3 separate regions of the Arabidopsis thaliana genome follow, and regions 1 and 2 are each linked to region 3. A link is a contact called in public capture Hi-C data. All regions are on one chromosome and are shown on one strand. Each heading gives the region's core, a stretch centred on a gene start, on an enhancer-like site or on the middle of the called end of the contact. The rest is flanking DNA. Distances are from core to core; before and after follow the strand shown. Region 1 holds the start of AT5G35160 (Endomembrane protein 70 protein family). Region 2 holds the start of CAC2 (acetyl Co-enzyme a carboxylase biotin carboxylase subunit). Region 3 holds the start of PAP26 (purple acid phosphatase 26).

The links. Capture Hi-C pulls out chosen DNA fragments and counts their contacts.
Region 1: a capture Hi-C map of seedling shows a contact between it and region 3, with 2.4 times the contacts expected there. The contact joins the promoter of AT5G35160 here to the promoter of PAP26 in region 3. A contact is called at or near these places in 2 of 26 Hi-C or Micro-C datasets (callus and root) and 1 of 3 other capture datasets (seedling).
Region 2: a capture Hi-C map of seedling shows a contact between it and region 3, with 2.7 times the contacts expected there. The contact joins the promoter of CAC2 here to the promoter of PAP26 in region 3. A contact is called at or near these places in 1 of 26 Hi-C or Micro-C datasets (root) and 1 of 3 other capture datasets (seedling).

What each region holds. Positions count from the first base shown.
Region 1 is chr5:13,412,309-13,416,808 of TAIR10.1, reverse strand. AT5G35160 (Endomembrane protein 70 protein family) reads right to left here and starts at 2,138. Exons shown (of 2, transcript NM_001344097.1): 1 at 2,026-2,138; 2 at 1-1,936. The coding sequence starts at 1,864. It also overlaps the pseudogene AT5G35150.
Region 2 is chr5:13,582,708-13,587,173 of TAIR10.1, reverse strand. It overlaps CAC2 (acetyl Co-enzyme a carboxylase biotin carboxylase subunit), which reads right to left and starts at 3,070. Exons shown (of 16, transcript NM_122927.4): 1 at 2,827-3,070; 2 at 2,386-2,729; 3 at 2,167-2,308; 4 at 1,927-2,025; 5 at 1,779-1,835; 6 at 1,504-1,575; 7 at 1,051-1,140; 8 at 855-914; 9 at 364-549; 10 at 187-279; 11 at 27-108. The coding sequence starts at 2,874.
Region 3 is chr5:13,109,813-13,114,573 of TAIR10.1, reverse strand. PAP26 (purple acid phosphatase 26) reads left to right here and starts at 2,918. Exons shown (of 9, transcript NM_122874.4): 1 at 2,918-3,191; 2 at 3,325-3,725; 3 at 3,798-3,909; 4 at 4,048-4,274; 5 at 4,622-4,760. The coding sequence starts at 3,357.

The sequences.
Region 1 (4,500 bases), core at 889-3,388, 300 kb before region 3:
GATAAAGAGTCGCTGAAACGGGTCCACTCAAGCTTTTGAGGTCGAAGACGAGATAGTTTATGGAGTATATGAAGATGTAGATTGCAACGGATCCAGATGCAAAGAAGGATTTCCACCACCACTTATAGTCTTCAACGCACAGGTGCATGTATGTTAGCACTAGGGAAACCTCGGCACACACTACGACAAGAAGGATCAAGACTACAAAAAGGAATCCAAAGACGTAGTAGACACGGCCCATCCAGATGCTGGACATGATAAAGAAAAGCTCGATGAAGAGGGTACCGAATGGAAGTGTTCCAGCGCCAAGAACCAGAAGCCAGGATGGGTATTTCTGAGCGGGGATTTCCCGGGGAATTTGGTTTGTTCGAACTGGGAATTCAATGTGAGGAGCCTTGGCTCCAAAGTAACCACCGATAAGAGTTAGAGGAACCGAGATGCAAAACCACAGGAGGAGGAGGATGACAAATAGAGAGAAAGGAATGGCTCCAGTGCTATGGCTACCCCATAGAAGGAAGTTCAGCGTTGTAAGGATCAGAAACGCAATACCCGGGAAAAAGCAAGCAGCTTTCCATGCGACAGACATCCATCCACGGTGTTCGCCACAACCAATTGTCCTCCAAAGACGAACAGAAACATAACCAGCTGCAATGCCAAGAATCATGTAGAAGAAGAGCATACCAGTAATAAGTGTTCCACGTGAAGCCGGTGACATGAACCCTAGAGCAGCAAACAAAATGGTAACAACAGCCATGCCAAGAATCTGAACTCCGTCACCAACCATGACACACAATAGCGAGGCATTTGATGGAGCACGGAAAACATCACCCACAACAAGCTTCCATCCAGACAACTCTTCGTTCATCTGAGCTTGAGCCTCCTTGTCAAGCTCCTCATAACGAGTCAAATCCCGCCTAACAGTTCTCAAGAATATCACCAGAACAATACCAGCCAAGAAAGTGATTACCATAAGAGAGTTCAAGATTGAGAACCAATGAACCTTCGAACCCTCCATCTTCAAGTACGCATCCCATCTAGATGGCCATTTGATGTCACTCTCCTCAAAACTGACTTCATAAGAGAAGACAATAGACTGACCTTCCTTAACAGACATAGACACCCTAGTGGAATCACATTTAATCGGAGTAGTATATCTCTCATACATTTTCAACTTCTTCGTAGATTCACCATTATGAGCAAAGCTACAAGGAACAACCTCAAACCCAACAACCATATAACCAGGGACATCAGAATCTTTCTTCCCAATAGTCGGAATGACCTCAGCGGCATCACCAGTACCCATCACACGAGCCACATTAGCAGCTTCTTCATACTTATGAACAAGAACCTTAAACTTCAAATGATTAAAAACATAATAAACATCCTGAACCTTAATCCCAACAGGATAACCAGTCCACCTCAAAACATACCCATCTCTCTTAGTATACCGAATCGCCGGTAAATTGTCAAGCATAGGATTAACTTGATACATCTCATCAATCCTCTTCTTCAAAAGCTTCAAACTATCAGCAGACAATTTATCAGTCTGACAAAGAAAGATCTCACTCTCATTCTTAAACATTCTAAACCTATAAGGCGAATTCTCAATCCGATCTCCCATAAGAAGTTCACCTAAATTCTCAGCACTATCCTTAATTCCTTCACTGGGTTTACAAAAGGGTAAACTATAATAGCTAAAAGGCATTTCTGTTTCTATAGAAGTAAGTGAATTCACCTTCACGTTCAAGTAATCACCAACTTCATACTTATGTGGATAGCTTCCAGGAAGGTAAAACCCAAAACTTGATTGAATCACTAACAAAATCGCCAAAACCCAGATCCCAAATCGATCCATTGACCTCATATCTGGTTTAACAAATTGAGGAAACACCTTTTTAGATCCGGATCGGTGAATAGTCAAAGAAGAAGCTCAGATCTAGAAAATTCGAGGAAGGAGACAGATAAGTGGTTTGAGAAATGATGAGATTAGGGTTCTCGAAACGGGAAAAGGAGATCGGAACTCACCTATTCCGGGGAAGAGGAGATTTGGTAGCGAAGAAGTGAGAATTTCTCGGTGAAGGAACGCATGAGGCTTTTAATACGACGAGTGAAGACGAAGAAGAACACCGACGCATGTTAAAACTACGTTTGGACGAAATTACCCTCCATGACTCAAAATAATTACCACAATACCTACCGCACCGTCGGTTTTGTTTTCGTTTTACGTTAAACACCGTAAAGCATGACATTTCTTTTTTTTTTTCGTTCCGTAAAGTATAATTCATTTCAAAACTCCGTAAAGCATGACATTTCTTTTTTTTTTTCGTTCCGTAAAGTATAATTCATTTCAAAACTCAATTAAATTTTAGGAAATTTTTTTAAAAAAGAATATCTACAAAAAAAAATTGTCCATCTATTCTTATTTGGTGAGAAGGTTAATTTGGACTAAAATATTTATACATCTTATTTTAAGTTTTTTTCAAAAAAATATTCACATTAATATTTAGATACAGAAGAATAGAAATGTTTTGAAGTGTAATTCTATTTATTTATTAAAAAAAAAAAATTTGATAGATAAAGTTTAACTGAAATTTTTAAAACATGTTTTCTAGCGTTCTACAAAATTCAGACTGTGAATTTTACATTTCTATACAGATTCTATGAACTTTAGATTTTTTTCGTTTTGAATAATTCAGAATCCGAAAATCTGATTTCTAAAATTTTTACTTTATGATCTAAATACTTTGAAATAGCCATTCTATGAATTATTTCATCGTCTGCTAATGTTAATTAAAAAGTGTTATTTTTCGTTTAGAACTGACATTTTACTATTATTTAGATATGAGTTTCTGAACTTTTTAGAAAACTCTGAATATAGAAAGTGAATAAATAAATAAGGAAACTAAATATGTATTATAGATTACGTTTCAATTGTAATTTATTTAGTTTTTATTATGATTTAAAGATTGTAGTTTAAATATTTTCGTCTAAACCCTAGCAGCTCGTTTTTCCTTCTTCTTCCCTATTCAACAATATTTGTAGTCATCTTCATTTTATTTGTCTCCAAAATTTACTATATTTTTCCTTTCTTCTTCTATTCTACGATTTGTGCATATGGTTAATCGATGCACATCTACGTAAGGAGTGGTGTGTGGAGATTGTATGAATAATATGTTCTCAAGAACTTGTATCTAGTCGATCTAACAACTTCTAAGCACAATTCATGTTGTATGCATGAACAATGAAAACCAATATAACACATTATCTTGAAACAGTAACCGAACCTTGTTCTAGTCACTACAAGAAAACAGGCGATCACTGACTACAGAGGTAGTCGCTCAGTAGTCGTAAAACAAAATATCATACTAGAAGGCAACTAAACTCCGTAGTCGTTAATACATATTCGCTAAGTTGTGTAGTCGTATATTAGTCGTCATTTTACGACAAATATACGACTACTATACAAAAAGTATATAATAGTCGTGGTATAGTTGTATAATTGGGCGACTATTTAGCGACTAGGTTACGTAAATAATATTGTATGTGGGTATGATTCTTGTAGTCGTATCATAGTCACTAAAACATTTACGACTATGTGACGATTATTGAACGACTTATGGCCATTGTGAGTTAATAGTCGGTAATTTGGGTGACTATTTGACGTTAATTTTATGACTGTTTTACGACTGTTTTAGTACTATTTTGCGACTACGTTTTATGTCTGAATAAGAATTTGGTCATCGATTGTTGTGTTCTTGTTTGTTGTTTGCAATTGGGTTGTGTTCTTGTTTGTTGTTTGAAATGCTATAAAGTATTATAACACATTCATAAATGGAAAATCAAACATTGGAATTCAAATACATAAACACACATTATTCTTGTTCATAAACATCTTCTTGAAAGATTAGTTCAAAGTTCAAGGGAAAAGTGTTGGAAAATCTAAACCTATGGATCATTATGTGGAGGAGTTTCTGCTAGAGGCTTTGTCGATGTAGAAGAGTGAGTGGTCATGAAGTTTAGGAATTGCGGATCTGTTTCTCGCAGATATCTCTCGACTAAAGACAAGTGCTCGAGCTAGTCCTTTTGCTCAGCCGCAACTCGGGCTTACTCAGCTTCACGAGCAGCAATCTCAGCATCTCGCTTCTCATTATATGCAGCCTGCTCTTCAATTTTGCATTGCGCTTCCTGCAGCCGTTCTACAGCTTGAAAGGATGGGTGAGTCTCCAGGGTGCTTGCGGTTGGCACTGCCTAAAGTGTCTTTCAGACTTCCAAGTCCATAATGATTGCCTCTTGAATCACTTTCTATGGACTGAAAAGAAATAGAGAAGAAGATATTAGTGATAGAATATGTAAACTCAAAGACTAGGACTTAGACTGCAACATCTTACCTCGAGAGAGATGACTGTATACTCCTCTATTGTGAGATCCCGAGATCGTGAAAAGCCATCAGAGACAGCAGAAGCAGCTGCCTCTAGTTCGGACAACCTATCTTTCACATTT
Region 2 (4,466 bases), core at 1,821-4,320, 470 kb before region 3:
ACATATAAAAGTCTACTGAAATATACCAGGTCCAGGTCTGAATCCTTTAAATGGATCTTCTGCATTGATACGACATTCAATTGAGTGCCCTCTGAGCACAATATCTTCCTGTAAACAAACAAAATTAAATTTTGAAATAACTTTTTTGGTATCCACTCAAAACATCATATACAACACTATTCAAACCTGTTTGTAACGAAGTTTCTCTCCCATTGCAACACGAATCTGCTCCTCTATCAAATCAACAGAGTAAATCATCTCTGTCACAGGATGCTCCACCTGAGTTTAGATTCAAGAAATGGTTCGCATTCAGTATACTTCAGATGCTTATAAATATACTTAGCAGTCATAATAAAATTCAACCTGGATCCTAGTGTTCATTTCCATGAAGTAGAAGGAACCTCTCTCATCTAAAAGAAACTCCACAGTACCAACACCAATGTACCCAATGGATGCTGCTGCTGCGACTGCTGCATCACCCATGGCTTTTCGCAATTCAGCGGTCAATGCTGGAGAAGGTGCTTCTTCCAGAAGCTTTTGGTTACGCCTCTGTTGTCAGGGGAAGATATAATTAAATGATCCAGATGGTTTTAGATGTCATACAAGAATTGAAAGAAAGCAGCAAGAGGTATACTCAAATTCTGAGAACTAGTATCGAAGTTCGAGTTATCTTAGCAATTAGTACAGGAAAAAATCAGTTTAGCAGATCATGCAGCTGGGATATGACATGCAAGTGCAGTAATTAGGCTGAAGTAAATTTATTCCTGTTTTCATATATTCAGTTACATTTATTCTTGGAGCACTATGCAACAATTGATGGTAATGAAATTATAAAAAACCTAAGAGGAAGATACCTGGATGCTGCAGTCACGCTCACCAAAGTGAACAACATTTCCAAATTTATCTGCCAGCACCTGAAATACAAGAGGTACAGAGAGAAAATATGGCTTTGGGATCAATAATGTGTATCACTAGACCATCAACTCACAAGAATCATCTTTTGCTAAAACCTCAACTGTTTTGAACAACTTCTCCTGATAAAATGCATACCTGGAACTCAATATGTCTAGGGTTTTGTACGAACTTCTCCAGATAACATCCATCATTCCCAAAAGCAGCAGCAGCCTCGCTCTTAGCTTGCTGTCGATAAAAAAATTAAGCCAAGTTCAATAAAGGGAAGTCGAATCTTTTGTGGAATTTTCATTTAAGAAAACTGTGACTATAAAGGCAAGCGGAAAGCATACAATCTGGTTGTTTAATTGATATCAATGGTCAGTATTACTAGATTTAAGCTACTACACTTCCAGCTTTCACAACTATACAGTTGTCTAAATTTCGAAATGTGGCAAACATCATGAGATTACACCTTTACATTGTCTGAGTTAGAAAGAAATAAAGAATCTGTGACAATACTGCAATTATGCTTATGGAGAACTTGATCCCTGGACTCATTAAAAATTCTATCAGAGGAATTGTTGGTTCAGATTTACATGATTGTCATACCTGCAACAGTTTTACAAACTCTCCCGGTTCCTTAGCAAGACGCATTCCACGTCCACCACCACCAGCTGTTGCCTTGAAACCAGAAAAGTGAGAACAGTCAGTTTTTGTAACTATAAGCATATCAATAAGTACAGGGAGACAAGCTGAGCATAAAATAAACATACTTAAATTTGTGTCTTTTCAAGCAGACCAATTTTGAGAATCCAGTTTATCGGTTACATAAAAGAAAGTATGAAATACAAATTTAACTCCAAATCCAATCAAGTTAATATTACCTTGATCATTACAGGGAAACCAATCTCATTGGCGACCCTGACAGCTTCTTCTGTACTCTGCAATAAGACAAAATAAAACATTCAAATCCCAAGACTTCTCTTGACATGCAAAAACTTGAAATACTAAACTGATAATCTAAAAAAATACCTGCAATAGCCCATCACTCCCTGGTACAGTGGGAACCCCTGCATTTTTCATTGTCTCTCTTGCAGTCGCTTTGTCTCCCATAACACGGATGCTATCAGGCTACAGATAGAAAAGACGAAATACCGATAAATCAGATACTGAAATCTTCCTTCTCTCCAACAAAAGAAAGCTAGGGCTGAACTGAGACTAATGAAGTTCTGCAAAGTCTATAAAGTCTTTGAAGAGATATAAGACACTTACATTAGGTCCAATAAAATTGATCCCATGGTCTCTACACATTTCAACAAAGAGAGCGTTCTCCGAAAGAAAACCATATCCAGGATGAAGCATTGTACATCCACGGCTAATAGCCGCAGACAGAACATTCGGAATCACCAAATACCTACACACAAAAGGACAAGAATTCAACACTAGTTCATTCTCTACACAACAAGATCAATCATTTTGTTCCACACTTACGACTGGTTACTAGGAGCTTCACCAATACAAACAGCTTCATCAGCTAATTTAACATGAAGAGCATCTTTATCTATAGTAGAATACACAGCAACACAAGGAATCCCCATTTCATGAGCAGTTCTGATAACACGAACTGCAATTTCACCTCGATTCGCTACGAGAATCTTATCACCACCACTGCATGTAACACCAAGACCACCACTAGTAGCTCTCTTGAGTTTCTTCTGGCTAACCTTTAGAGTTTGAGTTCTTTGTCTAGGGAAGTTAACTTTGCTTGGCATCATTAAGTTACATAGTGAACTTCTGATAACTCCTCCTCCTCCTGACTTCCCTAAGGCTAAAGACTTCATATAACAGATTTAACAGATTCAGAGACATGAAACAGAGAAACAGAGAAACAGAGATTGACGAATTTCAAATTAATAGCGTTTTGGTGCTTACGGGTGGAGAAGTAATGGATTTGGAATTGGTAATCATAGAAGCGTCCATTTCCAAATGCAGGAGGCAAATCCTGGTTTAGCAATGGAAAGGAAGTGAGGGAAACCTCGTGATTATCGAAACAGATCTAATTGTTGAGAGAGAGAGAGAGAATGAAATGTTGAGAGTGAAACTCTGAGATATTGAATCCTCCGCCCGACTGGTTTGATTTGGTGGATTTTGTGCCAACTCTAAACGCAAACACGGAACGCAAACTCGGAACGCAAACGTGGAACGCAGACTCTTTTAAAGATAAATTATATGGGTCATGGGCCAGACTGGTTTCAATGTTTCTTATGGGTCTTTTTTTTTTTTTTTTTGTCGGCCAACATTATATTGATAAAGCCCATTAAGCTTACAAGGATGAAAAAGGTCTTATGGGTCCAGTTTACACTTAATTACATATGTAACAAATTTAATTATATACATCAAGAAAACCAAGTTGCAAAGATACTCATTTTTTAATTTTGATTATCATCTTTCAACTTATTGCTTTGCTTTTATGTTGTTATATGGGTTGAAACATCAATGGAAGAGTCTAGTTCTAAATTTATTTTCAGAGGCTATGATCATATCTTATATTGTTTTATTTTATTTCTGGGTTTGTGCAAAAAACCTTCAAATTCGACCATTTTTGCAACTTTATCTTTCACATCAAAAATGAAAAATAATCTTATGAAGTTCAGAATAATACACATACTATGTCAGTACCCGTGCTACGCACGGTATTCTTGGTTTAATCAATCATCAAATCTCAATTATGTATATATTACAAATCTACTATATTTTCTTTGTTTGTAAATATGTAGTTGTATATCATATATTATTGGTATTAACTAAATATATTTAGTCTCCTCAGCTTGTATTTTGTTTAGTATATGTAGTCTCCTCAGGAGGCAATCCTCGTGAGTATCGAAATAGATCTAATCGCAGAAGAAACGCTGTATTTGTTCTTCACAGAGAGAGAGAGAGATATTGAAATGTTGAGAGTGAAACTGTGAGATATATTGAATCCTCCGCCTGAATGGTTTTAATTTGGTGGATTTTGTGCCAACTCTAAACGTCGAACGCAAACGCTGAACGCTGAACGCTGAACGCAAACGCTTTTAAAGTTTTGTTTGTTTGTTTATTTAAATAATAATGTGTCATAAGAAGATATATTATATAAGGTTTCAATGTTTTTTATTGGTCCAGTGCACACTTAATTACATATGCACCAAATTTAATCATATACATCAAGAAAACCAAGTTCCAAAGATAATCATCTTCGAACCTATCTCAAATTTTAAATATTTTTGTTTTGCTTTTCTGTTGTTATATGGGTTGAAACATCATTGGAAGAGTCTAATTTTAAATTTATTTTTAGAGGCTATGATCTATATATCCTATATTGTTGTATTTTATTTTTGGGTTTTGTGCAAAAACAACTTTCAAATTCGTCTATTTTTGCAATTTTATCTTTCACATAAAAAAATGCAAAATACTTATGAATTTCAAAATAATACGCAAATTAACTTTTTTGCTATTGTCAAAAATTCAATTTTTTGATAAATAATACTTATTTCTTCAATAGATTGCTATATTGGAAGAGTCTAATTCAAAAA
Region 3 (4,761 bases), core at 1,669-4,168:
TTACTCTTTTCAAGCTTATCCAACACAGGTATCCATAACCTCTCTTCGATTTATTCAGATTTGCTTGATTCTAAATGTTGTTAGTCTGTTTATCCAATGTTGATGGATTAATATTTTTGCTTGTGTTAAGATGACCGTATACTTTACAATGATCAGTTTTTTTAACGTGTTTTTTATTTTTATGTGTTTTCAATCTCTCGAGATTTTAATAGTGTTTTAGAAATATTTTATTGATTATCATTGATTTGATTAGATGTGGATCTTAGTGAGCAATATAAGCATGTTTTCTAATTTGAATAAAAGAGATTTATAAGTCGGTAATCCTTTTAATTTAGTTTCATCGAAAGAAAATCTTGGGAAATAGTTTTTGGTGACAATACTTTTTACCCTCATGGATTGTTGGTGAGATAAGTAGTGTACACTAGCGATATTAGCCGTTAGTAAAATACTTTCATGCATTATGAATTTTGGTAAGTAGTGTACACTAGCGATATGTGCCCATAAAAATATATGTAATAGGTAATCTTGAACTATCTATAACTAAACTTAAAATATTAGTTTGTTCATGTGATATATCATGTGTATATGATAATGTTGACCATTTAATACGTGAATTTCGTATGTGGCCAAATAAAACAACACAAAAATGTTGACCAGCCATTTTACAAATACAAAAACGTTGACTTGGCCAAAAAGCCAAAAACACCACAACGTTATATGTCGTTAACAGAAACGATAACAGAAGTTAATCATTTCGTTATTATCTAAAACGACGTCGTTTTGTGCTTAACACAAACCACAAAATCCCAATTCGATTTTTCAATCCCTAAATCTCAAAATCCCCAAATCTTCAAATCCCTAAATCCCCAAATCGATTTTTCAGTTTCATTGCCATGTTAGCAAAACCGCGTCGCCACGTCAGTAATCGCTGACATGTATTAATGAACTCAGCCGTAAAATAATATAATGGCAGGGACGGCTGAGTTACGATATGTTGCGGCTGATTTAAGAAAAAATGGCTGAGTTATGAGAAAACAGCTAACTTATAGTATAACTGAGCGTAGAATTACGGTTGACTTAATGAAAATTTTTATGAGTTATGAGATAATCCAACCTACATTACGGCTGACTTAAAGAGATTTGTCTGAGTTATGAGAATTTCAAGAATAACCCAGCCTAAGTTACGACTGAGTTTTTACCTAATGGTTGATTGTCAAAACTTTGGCTGAGTTATTCTCTTGACACGGTTGAGTTAACTTTTTCGACTGGCTGAGTTATCAAAGACGGCTTAGTTATGGGATGTCCTTACAACTGATTTATGTTCGAGTGTCATAAATCAGCCGTAATGAGCTGGATTAACGGATAACTCGGCCTAGTTACGGCTGACTTAGTAGCAAAAGATTAATTACTTTAATAGCAAGCAATTACGACCGACTTATTAAACAATACAGATGAGTTAAAGATTGTAGGTTGAGTTACAACATTAAACGACTGAATTAACTTGTCGTTTTTTTTTTGTTTTTTAATTACTGTAATAGTATTCATGTTGCGGCTGACTTCTAGTTTTGTTTAATGGCTAATTTATTTAGGCAAATTTTCATGTTTGTTTGGTGGCTTACTTGCTACTTCATCAATTAAAAAATTACGTCGATGTAACATTTCATTTCATCATCATTAAAAGAAATACGAAACATCTTTTTTTCAACTCGTCTTTTTCACCTGAGTTTTTCACATCACTGGAACTTCCAATTCGTCATCGTCTTCCTCATTCTTTTTCATTTTCTTACATCCTTCGCCCGATATAATCAATCCGGTTCTAGAAATTGTTATTTGTGGTAACTGGGTAAAGAATTTGTATTTAACACTAACGATAGAGGGTGAAGAGTTGTGCAAATTTATGCGGAAAGAACGCACGATAAGCTTGTAAAGTTGGTGTTCGATGACTATGGTTTGAATGAGTTGAGCCATCAGTTAAAGCTGAGCTACATGTTCTCGAACAAGGCTATGAAAAATATGTATATTCGTAATAACTTAGCCGTAATATGTAGATTTCCGCGACCTTTCATCTTATGTGTAGCATTATAATTCAGCCGTAACATGTAAATTTGCTGCGAAACAATAACAGGGAGGGAAACCAAAACGTTCCTCTTAATGAGGTGGATTATCATAATTTTCATTAATCATTTTTAGTTATAAATAATAATAAAAAATCTTAATTAAAAAAAACTAATCAAGAGTGTTAATTTTAATTACACAATTGCACAAAATATATAAGTAATGTTTAGAGAATGTATGATATTCTAACAATATTCCAACTTTCTATAACATTTCAGTAAATATTTCATATATTTTGGGTAATAAGTTTGGCACTTTTTAAATTCACTAAAATAAATCTAAAATTCTTAATTTATTTTTCTTATCACCATTATATCTTTGCCGGCTTGCTGCGCCTTACGCTAATAACTATTCTAATAGACTAATAAAAGGAGAGTGAAGCCCTATTTAACGCCCCGACCGTTCCTATATGTGGATCCTACGTCCTCTCTCAGCCCCATGAGCACACCCCTGTCCGACGGTCGGTATGCCACGTCCGAGAAGCTTTAAAGACTTGTTACCACATGATATTTTCTCTTGCTTTATCCTCACTCGCATAGTTCCGACAATCATTTATCGGAAGGTCACCCATCATAAAACTATTCCAGTTCAAACACTCATAACTGTGAAATTCTTTTTTGAATCAAAACCTTTGACCGAAAAAGATAACTACTCTTTGGTGACATATATAGCCAAATCAATTCTTTTATATTTTTCCGCATGAACTATTATATTTTTGAAACTGAAGTATTATATCCTACTTTTATATATATATATATATATAATATAATTAAACTTAAAAATCAAATTAAAAACTTTGCGTCGTAGATGCTCTTAGAAACTTTTTCTCCAGCGATATCGTGGAAGTCTTGAGTCCAAACTTTTTCTTGACACCAAACTATTTCTAAGAATATCAAATTAGTTAAAAGGTTACGTTATGCACTTTAATGCTTAAGACCCAATCCATTTCCCTCAACCAATCATAAATCTCCACGTATGTGGTCACCTTCTTCGATAGCTCATTCATACATATCCGACGGGCTTATTAATGTCATCGAGACGATAATCTCCCAAATGTCATCTCCTTCATCTCTCAGGTAATATCCATAACCTCTCTCTCGATTTCTTCAGATCTTAAAATCACAACGAATTTCTCAGATTGTATCTTAAGATTTGCTTCATTCTAGATTTGAAATCAACATTCAGATTCGCGATTCTTTGTGGCTACAGGTAAAAAAACTGAGTCGAGATTTGGTGACGTGATGAATCATTTGGTGATAATCTCTGTGTTCTTGAGCTCAGTATTGTTGTTATATAGAGGAGAATCTGGAATCACAAGTAGTTTTATTCGATCTGAATGGCCTGCGGTTGATATACCACTTGATCATCATGTTTTCAAAGTCCCAAAAGGATATAATGCACCACAACAAGTACACATAACTCAAGGTGATTATGATGGTAAAGCTGTTATCATCTCTTGGGTTACACCTGATGAACCTGGTTCTAGCCAAGTACATTACGGTGCGGTTCAGGGGAAATATGAGTTTGTTGCTCAAGGGACTTACCATAACTACACGTTTTACAAGTATAAGTCTGGCTTTATTCATCACTGCCTTGTCTCTGACCTTGAGGTATCTGAGTTTATATTTTATATTTGGTGGTTAGATTACATACAAATGCTGATTTTCTTTTTTTGTTATCAGCATGATACAAAATACTATTACAAGATTGAAAGCGGTGAATCTTCTCGAGAGTTTTGGTTTGTTACACCACCACATGTACATCCAGATGCTTCCTACAAGTTTGGTATTATAGGTTAGTAGTTTGATCTAAATGCAACTGTGCTTTAAGATTCATTGCAGAGGTAGTTTGTAGTATTGTTTCAATGAGAGTTACTTGACTTGTTTCTCTAGCTCTGTACTAGCCAAACTCAGTTTTACTTACGAATTGTAGGCGATATGGGTCAGACATTCAACTCGTTATCCACGTTGGAACATTACATGGAGAGTGGAGCTCAGGCTGTTTTATTTCTTGGAGATCTTTCTTATGCTGATAGATATCAGTATAATGACGTTGGTGTGAGATGGGATAGCTGGGGTCGTTTTGTGGAGCGTAGTACCGCTTATCAACCGTGGCTTTGGTCTGCAGGAAATCATGAAGTAGATTACATGCCATACATGGTTAATATCTGATTCATCTTATACTTACTTTCTACCTAGCCAAGTAACATATAGGTTATGCATAAATTCGACTCCTATGGAATTTAAAATAGTGAGTGGTTCGAACTGCTACGGTTTTTGCATTTTAACAGTTTCTCAGACAGATCAATGGAAAAGGTTCTTAAGAAAGTATGCTGAAGATTAGAAGATATAAATGAACTGGTTACATGAATTTTGATATGATTAAATATAGGACAGGAAAATGAAAAATTCATTATAGCTATTACTTGTAATTTCTATTCCGATTGTGCGCTTGACTTCTGTTTTTGCTTCTCCTAAGAGTTCTCAAACATGTAAAACATTTACAGGGGGAGGTGACACCTTTCAGGAATTACCTTCAGCGTTACACTACGCCTTACTTAGCCTCAAAAAGTAGCAGTCCTCTTTGGTACGCTGTTAGGCGTGCATCTGCTCATATCATTGTCCTCTCCAGCTATTCGCCTTTTGG